2 separate regions of the Arachis hypogaea genome follow, and region 2 is linked to region 1. A link is a contact called in public Hi-C data. All regions are on one chromosome and are shown on one strand. The core of a region is the stretch at or near the end of the contact, and the rest is flanking DNA. Distances in the headings are between cores, read along the strand shown.

Region 1 (2,889 bases), core at 244-2,743:
ATGTATACTACTGATTTTGATGCCTTTGTTTCAAGCCAATCAGAGCATTCTTCACTTAATGGCTTCCATAAGCTTGCTCCATAGCCTCTGTCACCTTTGATTCTTCCATCTAAGTATGCAGAAGGGACCATTGGCCCTATCAACTTTGCTGGACATAACTCTCTTATGCCATTCACCGCCTAGAAATTATCAACAGCCATGTCAGAAACTCATCATCATTTAGGAAATGCAGAACATGATATCCATGGCACGAAACTCTATTTGACTTTTGAATAGCATAGAGATCGGATAAGAAATAATATTTTGATGAAATTCGTAAAACATTTATTGGAAATAAAATTATTTATATTTATTTTCTATTTTCCAAAACGTGGCAATAAATGCCCCCCGCACGCATACATGTATATAATATACATTAAAAATAAATTAATTAATATATATTTTTAAAAAATATTAAAATTTATTATTTTTAATGTTCTAATATTTTTTATTTTTATAAATAAATATATAATAATTAATTTTAATATACACATGTAATATTTTTCTTATGTATAATATAAATTAAAAATAAATAAAAATTTTATTTATATGTTAATTAATATTTAAAAATTATTAAATAATAATTTAATTAAACATATTAAATTATCTAAAAAAAATTTAATATCATCTTCGTATTAAAGGCAATTTGCTGAATGACAATTTTAATAAGTTTCTACATACCTCACTTTCTAAAGCTTCAAAAGTGTTGACAAACATAAAATCAGCCTTGTTCAAGTTAGAGAACTGGCTCAATTTCATGGCCAAGTAATCAGGGTAACTCTCCGGAAACCTAATGAAGCTAGGCAAATCCGGCAAATCCAACGGCGGAATCCCGGGAACAAACAACGGCAAATCCTCCTTCTCCACAGGAAGCTCAAGAAGGCCATGGTGTATACGACAGAATATGTTACAAACGGCAGCAGAATTGGTAAAGAAAGCGGCACCATAAACGCCGTGTCGTTTGGCAACATCAAGCGCCCACGGGAAAAATGAGTCATATACAATGCACGTGACTGGCGTGGTAGTTTGTTGAAACCGTTCGATTAGTTGCGAGAGAGTTTTGGCGCCAACGGTCCTGAAGGAGGTTAGGAAGAGCTGCACGTTCTTGGCTTGCGCGAAGCCGCCGTTGTCGAAGCCGTCGGATATTGCTTCTACGCCGACGTTTGGGGCGTTGATGGTGTTGACCGTGTAGTGAGTGGTGGCTATGGTGGCTTTAACGCCCTTTGAGGCTAATCTTTTTGCGAACTGGACCAGTGGGTTGATGTGGCCTTGTGCTGGGTATGGTAGGAGTAGGACATGGACGTTGTTGTGCTTTTGGAGAACCATCTTTTCTTCCTTTCTCTCGGAAGTAGCTAGAATTCTAGAAAGATGTTTTGCTTTGTTTTCTGTTGTTTGGTGATGATGGTGATGATGTTGTTATAAGACCCTTTATTTATAGCCGACTATACCGTGTTTGAAACGAGGTTTTCTTTTGTTTTTTTATTTCTTTACCCTTCTTATTTATTTTTTAAAAATGTTATTAAAATTGGTCACTAAAATTAATTATTAATATTTTTTATATAAATATATATAGTTTAATTTATTTTTAATATATATTTATATTTTAATATATATTTTATATTAATAATTAATTTTAATATATACATAATATTATTTTTAATTTTTTTATTAAATAAGTAATTGGCATATCACAAAATTAATGACTTGTGATCTTTTACTATTAATTTTCTGTAACGCAGGAGATCTTGCTTTCTTTTCTTGTCCAAAAACTTTTAGAAACAAAAATGTTTGTTTCTTTTTTTCAAGTCTAAAATATTTATCAAAAGTTAATAATTTTGAAATGAATATATTTATATATCTAAAATTTAAAGTATATTAGTTTCTAATAATTTAATTGATGCATCAATAATATATTAATTTAAAAGTGTTTTCTCCATTATTTCAATATTTTGGCAATAATGTTGTAATTGTTTACAATTAATATAATCAAACATCTCTCTCACACACTCTTCTTATTAACAATTATTCAACAAATTTTATCCATTTAATTTTAGAATTGATATTTTATAATATTTACGGTAAAAGTTTTTTCATTTGAAATAATTATACATATGTAAGACTAAAACTAACTTAAATAAAAAGAACAAATAGATAAATGATATATTTTCTTATCTCACTCACCTTTGCTAAAAAAAATTACTTAAAAGTCAACAAGGACAAAATGTCCCTACTCCCTACAGCCACAAGTGTAGGACCGACCTAACAGTGATGGAATGTGGTAAGAGGGGGCAGTAGTCCCTCCAAAATATTTTGAAGCACCGAAGATCAGAATTTTGTAGTCCATCAATGTCATAACAGTTGCTGTTGCCAAAGTACTGTGTACCCCAATTCTTTCCCAACCTCCGTCGCTAGACTAACTCTACACATTTTAATTGCCAAAAAAAAAAAAAACTCTACACATTTTTTCTTTTTTGTCATATCTAAAGTATAATATCTTTATTTATTTTATTATATGTTAGATGGATGATGAATTAGAAATGGCTAATTAAATTATTTATTATAAAAGAAAACAATATATCTATTCATGCTATGATATAAAATTTTATAGTCATTCTTTTATATATAATTTTCATAGACATAAATTATTTAGTTAGTGAGCATCGGAGTCGAGTTTAAATTTTATAAATATGTTTGATTATTAATATGTGAAATCATAAGTTAAATTCAATTTTCATTAGTTAAAGTTGAGCTTGATTTAGTTTTACTCGAAAATAGATCCCCTTCATTTTTTTTATTAGAGAAAATAAAGTGTAATCTCTCATCTTTAATTTTATAAGTGGGACCAGAAAT
Region 2 (3,036 bases), core at 53-2,552, 200 kb before region 1:
TTTATGATATGAATAAGAATGAGAGGGGAATCAGGGGATTATGATATGAATGTTAGAAGGGATGATGATTTAGTAGCTTACAGTACATAGCTTTCAGTTTCTATAGCAAGCATTTTAAAGTACTTTCTGATCATTCATTCCTAGCTTCCAAAGCATGAACTCTATACATCAAAGCTCTGCCATCTACAATTGGCTACTGGCAAAGAAACCAGAATTTGTACTTTCAAATCTCTATTAGGATAATTAATGCAAATTATGGACTTGCATTTTAATTTCCTTTAACTTGTGATATATGTAATATCCCATTTGAATATCTTTCTTCATTGTACTTTTGTGGTATTCAATTATGATGAATTGATGATGTATTTATAATATGCTGAGGAAAAGGGCTAGCTTCAAATGTTTCTAATAAATTAAAGCTATATAATCTTATATTCTTATTTTAATGGATCTTTTATATGAATATATTAAGCAATTCATCATGTAAGAATATATTATCAGTATAAACTCTCAATATATTTATAATTTTATACTAAACTTCTCAATTTATATAGAATTGTGAATTAATTTAGGTTTATAATTTTATTCTATTAGTAATGGAGAAATATTTCAAAAGAACTTCATCATTGGAGATTGGATCCCAAAACAATTCATCGACTTCTTCTAACAAGAGGAGATTTTTAGAATTCGAAGCAGAGAGTCTCATAGCAGATCCAGGACAACGACCAAAGATTTCAAGTTATCATCCGAATGACAGAGACAAAGTTAGATGTGCATATTTGCAAAAAGGTCCTTGTCAACCAAGGAATCATGATTTTTCGCAAACTGCTTGTGGTTCTTCTTTTCGAAGATTTAATTCTAATTGGTTTGATGATTATGGCAATTGGTTAGAGTATAGTATATCAAAAGATGCTGTTTTTTGTCTTTGTTGTTATCTTATGAAACCTGAGATTGAAGGTGGCGATGCTTTTGTAACCATTGGCTTTTCAAATTGGAAAAAAAGGAGAAATTACAAACTCATGTTGGGATTCATGATAGTGCTCATAATCAAGCTTGGAGAAAATGTGAAGCACTTATGAAACCAAAACAACACATTAGTGCTGCTATTGAAAAACAATCTGAGCAAGCTAAAAAGAATTATCAAATTCATTTGACAGCCCAATTGATTGTATTAGATTTCTTTTGCGACAAAGATTGGCCTTTCATGGTAATGATGAGACAGATGATTCTGTTAATCAAGGAAATTTTTTGGAACTTCTAAACTTTCTTGCGCAACATAATGAAGAGATTGGTCGTGCTTTCAAAAATGCTCGTGGGAATCTTAAACTAAGAGCTCCCTTAATTCAAAAAGACATTGTAAGAGCTGCTGCAAGTGAAACGACAAAAGTTATTGTTAATGATCTTGGGGATGAATTGTTTGCTGTTTTGGTTGATGAAGCCCGCGACATTTCTATTAAGGAGCAAATGTCAGTTTGTTTAAGGTATGTGAATAAAGAAGGGCAAGTTAGGGAGCATTTTCTTGGTCTTGTTCATGTTTCTAATACTAATGCTTTATCTCTAAAATTAGTATTGGAGTCATTATTAGAAACATATAATTTAAGTTTATCAAGAGTACGTGGCCAAGGATATGATGGTGCAAGTAATATGCAAGGAGAATTTAATGGTTTAAAAACTTTGATATTGAAAGAAAATTCTTATGCTTTCTATGTACATTGCTTTGCTCACCAACTTCAGTTAGCTCTTGTAACGGTTGCAAAAAAACAAGTTGAAATTGCTTTGCTTTTCAATTTGTTAACCAATTTGTGCAATGTTGTTGGAGCTTCATATAAACGAAGAGATATGCTTCGTGATAGTCAAATGACTAAGACAATTGAAGCATTACAAAGTGGAGAAATTGCTAGTGGACGTGGTTTGAATCAAGAAATAACTTTGAAAAGAGCTAGAGATACTAGATTTCTTTGTTTCCTTCCGTGGTCAATGTTCTTGAATATGTTGAGGAAGATGGAAATAATTCAGAACAAAGAGCTGAAGCATGTCATTTATTGAATGTCATTCAATCCTTTGAATTCATTTTCAACTTGCACTTGATGAAAAATATCTTGGAAGTTACTAATGAATTATCTCAAGCGTTACAAAGGAATGATCAAGACATTGTAAATGCTATGACATTGGTTAAAGTGTCTAAGCAACGGTTGTAAACTATAAGAGATGATGGTTGGTCTCTTTTAATTGACGAAGTCTCATTGTTTTGTGAAAAATATAATATTACTGTTCCAAAAATGGATGATATATTTGTGTCACAAGGAAGATCAAGATGCAAAGCTCAAAAGATCTCAAATTTGCATCATTTTCAAGTTGAGATATTCTATCAAGTAGTTGATAGACAACTTCAAGAACTCAACAACCGTTTTACAGAGGTGAATACTGAATTACTTCTTTGTATAGCTTGTCTGAATCCAAGACACTCATTTATTGCGTTTGATAAGGAGAGGTTAATCCAGTTAGCTCAATTCTATCCATTAGAATTTTTTTCTACTCAACTTTTGGCACTTGATAGTCAACTTGAGAACTTCATACTAGATGTGCGTTTTGATGATCAATTCTCAAACTTAAATGGGATTGGTACTCTTTCTCAAAAATTGGTTGAGACTCGAAAAAATATTGTTTATCCATTAGTGTTTCTTCTTTTGAAGTTAGCTTTAGTTTTGCCTGTAGCAACTGCATCAGTTGAAAGAACCTTTTCTGCTATGAACATCATAAAGAGTCGGCTTCGCAATCGTATGGGAGATGAATTTTTAAATGATTGTTTAGTGACATACATAGAAAGAGAGACATTTGATTGTATTGACAATGAAAAGATTATTCAATTTTTTCAAAATATGAAACTCAGAAGAATGGAATTTTAAATTATTTATTATTTAAATTATTATTTTATTATTTTAATTTGTTAGTTTAATAATTTGAGGAATACTTATATTTTATAATACTATAGTATAATTATATAAATTATTATTATACTATATATATTTTGCCCCA

The links. A called contact is a pair of places that touch in the nucleus more often than the background predicts.
Region 2: a contact with region 1 is called in a Hi-C map of an unstated tissue, with 3 times the contacts expected there. The contact joins the promoter of LOC112803363 here to the promoter of LOC112801049 in region 1. A contact is called at or near these places in 2 of 8 Hi-C or Micro-C datasets (leaf and an unstated tissue).

Annotation. Positions count from the first base shown.
Region 1 is chr5:28,738,894-28,741,782 of arahy.Tifrunner.gnm2.J5K5, reverse strand. LOC112801049 (UDP-glycosyltransferase 74B1) reads right to left here and starts at 1,493. Exons shown (of 2, transcript XM_025843575.3): 1 at 721-1,493; 2 at 1-179. The coding sequence starts at 1,365.
Region 2 is chr5:28,937,093-28,940,128 of arahy.Tifrunner.gnm2.J5K5, reverse strand. LOC112803363 (probable NAD(P)H dehydrogenase (quinone) FQR1-like 1) reads right to left here and starts at 1,302. Exons shown (of 3, transcript XM_025846862.1): 1 at 1,277-1,302. The coding sequence starts at 1,278. LOC140184865 reads left to right here and starts at 2,280. Exons shown (of 1, transcript XM_072238056.1): 1 at 2,280-2,906. The coding sequence starts at 2,280. The coding sequence ends at 2,906.